Linked DNA regions of Lactuca sativa: region 2 is linked to region 1. Evidence: chromatin contacts called from public Hi-C data. All regions are on one chromosome and are shown on one strand. Each heading gives the region's core, a stretch centred on a gene start, on an enhancer-like site or on the middle of the called end of the contact. The rest is flanking DNA. Distances are from core to core; before and after follow the strand shown.

Evidence for each region. Hi-C and Micro-C count contacts between places; a contact is called where the count stands out from the background.
Region 2: a Hi-C map of leaf shows a contact between it and region 1, with 4 times the contacts expected there. The contact joins the promoter of LOC111916111 here to the promoter of LOC111916077 in region 1. A contact is called at or near these places in 2 of 4 Hi-C or Micro-C datasets (leaf and seed).

The regions. Positions count from the first base shown.
Region 1 is chr1:151,751,388-151,756,223 of Lsat_Salinas_v11, reverse strand. It overlaps LOC111916077 (disease resistance protein RPV1), which reads right to left and starts at 1,664. Exons shown (of 10, transcript XR_006183161.2): 1 at 1,447-1,664.
Region 2 is chr1:151,882,451-151,887,967 of Lsat_Salinas_v11, reverse strand. It overlaps LOC111916111 (disease resistance protein RUN1), which reads right to left and starts at 4,078. Exons shown (of 7, transcript XM_023911746.3): 1 at 3,905-4,078; 2 at 2,589-3,337; 3 at 699-1,827; 4 at 1-227. The coding sequence starts at 3,121.

The DNA of each region.
Region 1 (4,836 bases), core at 415-2,914:
TGTCTAAATAATTTCCATCTAAAGTTAAGTTAAACAATCCTCAAACAAATCAACACCAAATACCATTCTAGAAACAACTACAAGATGCACTATTACATCCTAGGAAGGGAATTGCAAAAACGTATTGGCAATTTCCAAATTTCACTAGATAAGAACAAACAATTAAAAGATCCAAACGCAAGAATATATAAGTTTCTTGAAATGGTTGTTTGTAGATCCCCCTATATTGGCAAGAACAATCTTGTTAAATTTGATTTATCTATCCAAATGATAGAAGTTTGATTTATCTACATGCAAGTAACAATGTGACGACTTTGCTTTGTAATGCCCCTCGAACATGACTTCAAGTTAACCAAACCTTACTTTTAATCACAACATCCACATGAAAATACTATCAAAGGGATTGATATAATCCAAGAGTTATCGCAGTTGAGAAAGTGTCCAAGAGTTATTGCATTTAAAAGTAGATATAATCCCTGCTCCATGCAAGAAAACTAAAAGCAGAACTAGAACAATGAGTGTTCAGCTAGGCCGAGTTTTCCCTTCTGCAACAATGAGCATGTCAAAGAGGGCTAATTATGTTACAAAGAGGGCTTTGCCCGACATTATAGGTGTTCAATATAAGGTTAATATCATCAAAGACCCTATAATTTGGGTTTTTTCCGGATTAAACCTCAACATTATTTTTTTTTCCTAAAAATGACCTTGTTTATTTTTTTTATTTTTCATTTTTTCTGATTTGGTTTACTGGTAAGTAATCTTCCGGTTTTACAAATTTTTACAGAAAAACCCTCAGAGTTTTCCTTCTTTTCGGAAACAACCTTCCCATTTGACACGATAAAGTTAAGGTTTAATCTGGGTTCCAGAAAAATGCAAGTTCTTTTAAGAAAAAAATGGAAAAATTAACCCTTAAACTAAGCAGAAGATTATTCGGAAAATATGGAAAATGCAAGGTCTTTTTAAAGGAAAAAAATAAAGTAAAGGTTTAATCCGAATAACCCAAAGTATAAGATCTTTTATATATTAATCCTTAGATTTACAAAGAAATCCATTATCAATTTGTAAATAAACGGCATATAATCCTAATTTGTTATTCATGGAATATAACACCTAAAAGCACTCCACAACAACCGATACTTCTTAATATCTGGCTTCAACAAGTCGGCAAGTTCAACACGTTTAGGTTACTGTTCAGGACTTCAGGTTCAAAAAGAATCATATGTAGAGAATCGTCTTTGTGAGTTGGAAGATGTAGATGGATTAAGAAAGTACATGTTGCACTCTGCACTACCCTAACTGAAATACAAAACTGAAAAAAGTAACAGAATTAATTGAAATTTCAATCCCATGTTATGAACAAACACATGATTAGATATGCGATTTATAGTTAATAAAAGATAAAACTGTCTAACATGTGAAACTAACTGAAAGGGCTTTCACATTTACCTGCCTAGCTACAGAATAACAACGAGACCTGAAGCAGTGAGAATAGCGGATGACGAATGAAAACTGCAGAGTGAACGGCGCAAAGTCCCCCCGGTAAACGGCAAGTCAACGAGGAAGGAAGGGAGACGGCAAGGAATTGAGACAGAATGTGTGGTTTTCCTTTTGCCTTAACTATTGAGACTTGAGAGGAGGCTTTCACGATATTTCCTCTTTGAATTCTTCTTCTACAAAAATGATGTTAAATTTTCTAGAGAAAATACAGAAATAGTCCTTGTGGTTGTTAAAAGATTGCTGTTTTAGTCTAATATATATATTTTTTAGACAAAATTTCAAAAGTGGTCCTAATTAATATATATATATATATATATATATATATATATATATATATATATATAGAGAGAGAGAGAGAGAGAGAGTTAGGTTCAAATATTTCTAGCAAATAGTATGTGCCTAAATGCACCAATGAGAATTCATGAATAATAAATCATTAAATAAATTAAAAAAAGGTATAATGGTAAACTTACTATATCTAATTATGGTAAAAATTAAGTCAATTAATCTCTCCTTAATTAGTTTAACCCTACAAAGCCAACATCCCTAACCATCGACGGCTTCCTCAAATCATTGATACCTCTGTACCTTAATTTCCACCAGAAATCGATTCATACATCCGAGCACCACCGTCGGCCTTTTATCCCCCATCATGACAGCAACTTCTAGATCCTCTATTCGACTACTCTTCTTCCTCATCTTCATATTCGTCGCCTTCCATCCACCTGATGCCTCCATGCTTACAGATGGTGGCAAAAAATAGATTGATTGAAATAGAATGCCTGAAAGATGTTCAATTAAAGTCGTCAGAATAAGATTATGTCTTTCTTTTCATATCTGATTTTGAGTTTTTGAGCCGACAATACTGAACCATAAGACAACTATTGAACAACAAGACCACAGGTTTGATTTAATGTTTATGTGATTCTTTTTAATCTATATTTTCTATCTTTGGTTCTTAGTTATTGCATATACGATGACATATACTACTCTAATTTGTATTTGTGTTTTGGTTTTATTAAAACAATGGATATAAATAACACATACTGTTTATGCCTGAGAGAAGACAGAATGACAACTAAGACTAATGATTGATAACTGTATGAATTACAATAGTAGGAGGTGAGAAATATCAATTCTTCTCTTTGACTTTTGAATATATACTTTTGAAATATTAATTCCCCAATCTAAATCCGTAGAGACACACGATCATTTCTAAAGCAGTGGAATTTTTATACATTAATTGTTTATCCCATTCTTAAAGAATCAGATAGTGAGAAATATCAATTCTTCTCTTTGACTTTTGAATAGATACTTTGATTATAAAAGTTTAATTCAGTAATTGGTTTGGAATTGTTTTTATACTTGTTCTTCTATGTTTTATTGTAGTGATTCTGAATATAAAAGTCAATTTTATGTTAGAATCTTGTTTTGCATATACTGGCTTTAATTGTTTTGTTTTTCTAAACCATTTGAATTGAGTAAAATTATATAAAAAAAAAACTAAAAACTTATGAGTTTTGTAGATAATAAGAAGAAAACAAAAACTAAAAGTTGGTGTGTATTTTTGGTGGTGATGTAAGCATGAACATGTGTTTCTTTCAAATATTCATGATTCAGATATTCTGTTGGAATTTAATGTATGTTAGGATGATGCAGAAATGATGAGGTAACTTATGAAAAAAAAGATATATGATACTTCATTCTCAAATAATGAAGAAAAACAACAATATTCTTTCAGAATTTCGGGATTCAACATCTAAAAACAGCAATATTCTTTCAGAATTCAAGAATTCGAGAAGAAAACATGGACAACGAGAGTATTTTAGCATAATGTTGTTATTTTTTAAGAATGTCATTCATTTTTGTTGATATTCTTTTAGAATATTTATAACTATATTAAAATGTATAAGACTTTTAGTCTGTAAGAATATGTGAACGACCCCAACTTTCGTATTTTTGAAAGACCCAAACTTTCATACTTCACAATATTATTACTCCAAAACATGCTACTTGCATATTCATAAAAGCAATATATTACATTGATAAAGAAATTACAAACTACTGGATACAAACCGACTATTACAAAGTGTTATATATTACATAACTACCCAGGATATTGTAATTTATACAAACATAAACTGTAGTACAAAAGTACTATTACAAACTATTCTAAATCTTTCAACATTATAAGATCATACTGGTTACTTATCACCTGCAATTGTTAAATATTGATAGGTTAAGCGGTGATGCTTAGTGAGTTCAATAATAGATACAATATAACGTTATGTTATATATATACTTCAATATGGCAGAAGCAAAGAGAAACAAGGAACAACAAAGGCATATGAGAATCATGTATTAAGCTTTTCATATCATGCGATGACATGATTCAAAGATATACAATCAATGAGACACAACAATTTCCATACTTGATATACATCAGTAAAACTTTGGCCCAAATGGCATAGTAGACATACAATTTCTGATTAACATCTTGTTAGATTTCAGGCTTATAATCATGTCTAACCGTTTGTTAATGCCATAGAATAGAAGTCATTCTCTTACGGAGACATGCTCTACATGGACAGAGGCTACATACCAGTACCAATGTGAATCTAAGTCCTTTCACTGATTACATGGTCAAAGGTATTACATTTGCTATAAAAATAGCGAATAAAAATAACACGGGAAAATAACCCGGAATAATAACACTGAAAAGCACATAGCACATATAATACATAACATACAATTGTTCCTATACATTGAACTCACCTAGAATTAACTGGGGGTCAAAATAGTAATTTGGGCAGCACTTCGGCTTTAAATATGACTTTCTATGTTGAAAACCGGGAGCTTAATTGAAAACCGGACTCTGCGAAGGTAGGATTTCAAAACCGAAAAGATAAAATTTTCGGGCTTCTCGGGAGCTTCAGGACGTGTTTTGGGTGCTAAAATTGATACCGGGGCTTCGGGGAAAGTCAAAATAGTAAATATATGGAATTAGGGTGAAAAAGTGTCAAAAATTCAAAGTTACCCGGGAAGGCTCGCAGCCTCCCTTTATATAGGGTGAGAGGGTTCGGGCCTTGTCGCTAAGAAGGGTCCACGTTGCACCTGCGAGGCTCGGTCCGGAGGAAGAGGCGTGGCTCATGCGAGCTTCGGACACGCGGCAGGAGGAACGAAGGCCACGAAGGCGCTGCGAGGCTCGGACGTGGCTCCAATGCGAAGGGTGTGTCAGAGGCTCGTGTGCAGTACATGGCTGCTTTGGATTGGGACACACGTCGCTTCTCGGATTGGGCCACAACCTCGGTGACGCACCTGCTTCGTGCGAGGTGACAT
Region 2 (5,517 bases), core at 2,829-5,328, 130 kb before region 1:
GGTAAGTCTGAAGGTATGGACTTTAAAGGGAACCCATGCATACAAAGCCATCTTAATTCTTCTGGAAAGTTCTCGTAAGACCCATTAATCTGCACATAATTGAGTTGCAGTAGCATCAGACTATCCATGTCACTCAATGCATCCGTTTTCAGCTCAAATGATGCACACAACTTCTCTTTCTCAAGCCTTTGCATGTCTAGGGCAAGGCCTAGAAGATTTCTTGTACTCTAAAAAGAAACCAAATTCCAAAAAAAGTTAAAATAATTAAATAGAGATAAGACAAAATACTTTAACGTGCATAGTACTACCGGATAGATGCAAGACCTACTAATGCACTATCATCTAATTTGTGTATTACAAACATCCTACTCCCAGTTCATTGTATTACAACATTGTACTTTCAAAAAAATTCTCGTTATGACATTTTACTTTGAAGAGTCTACCCAAGTATAGCATCACACTCTCAATTCCTTTCTTATTAGTAATTTGGATATTATACTTCAAAAAATCTACCCAAATATAGCAATGAAAATTGCTTCATATTAGGATGACATTGTTATAATTGAGTATATTTTTCAAAGTACAATGTTGTAATTGGAAGAAATGAAAAAAGAATTTTGTCATAAACAAACCAACGGAAGTACAATGCTATTTCTTGCATTTAATACTACTACTAACAAGTATACATGGCTACTTACCTTTTTTTCTTCCAACACTTTGAATATGTCCTCATGACACCATAATCGACTTCGCTTCCATGGCTTCTCTGGTGATTCTTCACATACTATGAATCTTCCTATATCTTGAACCAACTGATGCATCATCAACTCGTTATCCCATCCAATACTAAGAAGGCATCTGTCGATTAGATTCGTGAAACCGGTTCTTGTTTCCAAACCACATGCCTGTAATATTGTTTCAGTAACATCTCTATCCATTCCAACAAAAAAACAGGCAATATGCTTAAACATATCCTTGTTATGTTTGGATGGCAAAGAGTCAAAGCTCATTCTCAAGACATTATTTATAGGGGAATCATTTTCTTTCTTTAGCCTGTCTATGTACCATTCCCAATAAGGTACATCTCGATTGTGTAGAGACCTACCCAAAACTTTAAGAGCCATTGGATGTCCTTCACAATAGTTCACAAGGTTTTCTGACACCTCTTCATAACCTTCCTTGGGATTGTTCGACATGAATGCATGAAAACACAAAAGTTTTTGGGATTCAGTCTTATATAAGCCTTTAAGCATGTGCTTTGTATGCTTGGGTTTAACGTTCGTTTTGAATAATGCACAACTCTCTGTCAACCATGTATCCTTTGTTGTTATTATAACTTTGCTTCCTGGATGAAAGCCTTTACTTCCAAGTAATGCATCCAACTGGTCTAGACTATCAATATCATCAAGAACTAGAAACACCTTTTTACGAGCTACTAAATTCTCTATCTTTGAGGTGTAAATGGATACATCATGAAATTTCATCGAACTTGTTTTTGAAATGTCATCACAAAGTTGTTTTTGTAAATCAAGCAACCCACTAAATTTTCCACGACATCTCCTACCAATATCTTCAATATAGCTGCTTGTATGGAATTCATGACAATGTAACCCATATATATACTTGGCTAAAGATGTCTTCCCAATACCACCAATACCTAAAATAGTGAGTATGTTTGTTGTATGTGAGGATGCATCCTTCAACCATGAAGTGACAAATTCAATGGAATAAACCATCCCCATAAGTTGTGGGAGAGGACTCCTTGAGGATATGCGTAACCTTCGGTGGATGTCCTTAACAATTTCGTCAATAAACTCCATCTCATGCCTGGTTGATTTGAATAAGAATAACAAATTAAATACAATCTAGAAAAACTAACATAGCAAATTAGATATTAAATTTATCCCCAAATCCAAACCAAATTACATCAAATTATATCATATTGAGCTATTCTACTTAATTTGCTAGGCCATAATTTTTATCTATAATAAGACCATAACCACCAATGCAATACAAGATTTCATTAATGGGCCACCAAATTTCATATGTTTCCGTAAGACCATCAAACTTAAATATCAACGTCGTGTGGTTTTGAACGAATCTAAACAAAATGTCACATAACAACTATAGGTTAAACATTACTACGTACAAGCCAGAGAAATTATGTAGCATAACAAAATATGATATGATTTGAAGGAAGAAAGATATAAAAATATGTAGTCGCATTGTAAGGGACTAACTGTTTTCGTTTTTACAGATGGCATATAAAATTCATTAAAATGGTATAATCCAGATGAAGTATTTTTATTATAAAATAATATGTGTGCATAGCAAATATGTCAAAAATTGCAGGATGGTTAACCTACCAATATGAAGAACATCATGAGATCAAATAATTGCAAAACCTAGATTCAGTCGCAAGCATTTCTTTATCCACTTTAGATACATCAAAAAATATGCCTATTTGGTGATTATGAAGAAACTCATTAAAACTCATAAGGAGAACATGATTTTGACTTTTCATGCACTAATTAATAAAGAACTTAAGGAGTGTAGAAATATGGATAACAGGATAAGATAGTACTTACCTTCCATTTATATCCTTCCCTTTTAAACCAGCAATTTCTACAAGCGCTTTATTCCATTTTTCCATCTTTTGAGCCAATTTACTTCTTTTATTTGCATCTGTCTCTGCCTCCATCCTCTGTCTATGTTTAGCCATTGCATCTCCAAAGCTACTTTTTTGCTTCCTGGCATGGGTGGGCTCCACATGATAAAAGACGGGGACTACAACATGATTGGATTTCATTCGTTGCTCAAGGATCAACACCATTTCATCAAGACACCTAATGGAAGTAGCATAACTTTTAGACAACATGATAATAGAAGCCCTAGATACTTTAATAGCACTCTCCAATTCCGGTTTCAGATCTTCCCCTATTTCAATCTCTTCATCATCCAAGAAGGTAGTGATTTTGGCATCCATGAGTGCCTTATAAAGGTAAGTGGTAAAATGACGATTATCAACACCTCTGAAACTTAAAAATACGTCATATCTATGACCTTTATGAGTTGATGAAGAAGATGAAGATCCTTCTGAATGTTCTGAGAGAACAACCATTATGAGTTATGAGACAATGATCTCCTTATATATTGGTGGTGTATTAATTCCAATAAGCTCTAAAACTCAGTTTTCTCTGGACATCATTGGTTATGAATTTTGGTTTCACAATTTATCTATTTTGTGTCTCTCAGATAGAAAATAATGTGTTCTGAAGCTTTTAAATCCCACCCTTTCCACACTTGTGCCTCAAACTCAAGATCCCATACATAATGTCTGTACATAAAATCCACATTATTAATACCATACACAACTTAAATCTCATTAAACAGTATAACCTCAACAATAATATACCTTATATGCTTCAAAATAAAATATCTGAACGACTTCAAAAACATGTGAATTAGACTGCTTCAAAAACAGACAACATATATGCAGATAATTTTGGATATAGAATCACCATAAATTTAGATCTGAATTGTGTAAATATTGGTTACTCAGTTAATTAAGTGTTACATCTCATGAAGGGAACTCCAAACATTTACTAGATGTGAATAAACAATAAAAAGATCCAAACACGATAAAAAGATCCAAACAAAAGACTGAATTAATGAATTGGAAACTATAAAGAAATAGAGGAAGTATATTTCCTAATTGAAATATAAAACTAAACACATGCAATTCAAATAATCGATATTTCAATCTGGTAATAATAGATTTTTTCTAAAAAAAAACCCATATGATTATGATGTGATTTATGATTGATGATGAAATTGGTCAACAATTAGTCAAACTAGCTAGTAAGAATGTGTTTTCATATTTATCTGAGGAAAAAAAAGAGACCTGAAGTGAAGAGGAAAGAGGAAGAACCAACGGCGATTAGAAAGAGGAGGAAGATGAGCGAAAACTACAGAACGAACGACGATCACTGTAAATCTTCAGTGAAACTGCCAGTCAACGATTGAGTGAGACGACGACCCGAGTCTCGAAGAGAGAGGAGAGAGGGTCGAGTCTTTTTTTTTTTTTTTAATCAACCCATTATAAATTTTTTAATAAGTTACAAACTTGGTCCTTATGCTTTATTTAAAATCCCAGGTTTTTATCCAAGTTTCAATTTTGTTTAATAACCTCAAAACATGCTCTTAGTCCCATATTCCATAGTGGATAGTCTCCTTATTGTGCCCTTGGACAGAACCTAAAAAAATATAAATCAAATCTACTCCACTTTTGGATAAGAGGACACCAACCTTTAATTCGATGATAATTTCGTCCAATACCGAGTAGGTTTTTAGCCAAGTGACCCATATTATCCACAATTTCAATCCCATGAATCCTATATAATCGATCTTGTTCATGATTAGTTTCAACAAAAGAAATTATCACCGATGACATCTTTGAATATCAGTAAAATCTTGATCTGTTTTTCTCCTAGATGAAGAAATACTGAGGGGGACATAATAAAGGTGGTCATGAGAGTGGACCAAGCAGGGACAGCTATTATGTTCCATTGTAGACTTGAAACTAGAATGTAATCGAAAATTGCCAATAAAGTATTAAAAATTTGAAGACCCTATATTTTAGAGCAGGGAAATGGGAAGAATGGTGGTGATGAGGCATTTTTATCGAATATGGGGATCAGAGACACTTATAATACTAACTAGCTAATAAAAATACAAAATGAATCAAATAAAGGACACTATGCTTATTTTACTAAGCAAAAGCGTTACAAAAAATCAAATTAATGATAACACAGAAAATTAATTTTTTTAAGTACTAAAACCGAACAATCAACTAAAATCAAGGACAAAAAGTAATTTATTATATTTTTTATGTAAGTACAAATTGTGTAACAAAGACTAATTTTCGTGGAGTAAATTACAAAAAAATTACCTATTGTATAATCAAAATTAAAACTTCGGTCGAAGTTTTGATTCCATCTCTTGGTTTTAATTTGTCGTATATACCACCCCTATCGCTAAAGTCGGCAAAGAAAATACATTTGCCTTTACCATCTTATCCTTTTTTTTTTTTTTAAATTATTACTATTAGTCGAATATACATGCATTTCCGTGGAGTAAAATTATAGAGTTAAAATTTGATAAATACATATCGAAAAAAATTATGTTATTGATATTAAATAATAGCTTCTTACACTAAATTGTTATATAAATTTGTAATGATTTTGAATCATATTAGAACATCTATTAAAAATATATGGTTTAATGACCAATGCATGCAGCTGACGTGTGAATGAAACTAAATATAATTTTCGACTTAAAGGGTGTTTGAATAGGAAAAAAATAGGGTGCTTCTTGCTTATTGTTTATTCCCATCACAATAAGCTAACTTTAAGTGTTTGGATATAAATCTTAAAAAATCAGTTTATTGTGGTAGAAATAAGTTAAATAAGCTGATTTTAATAAGCACCCCCTTGCTTATTGCTTATTATTGTTTAT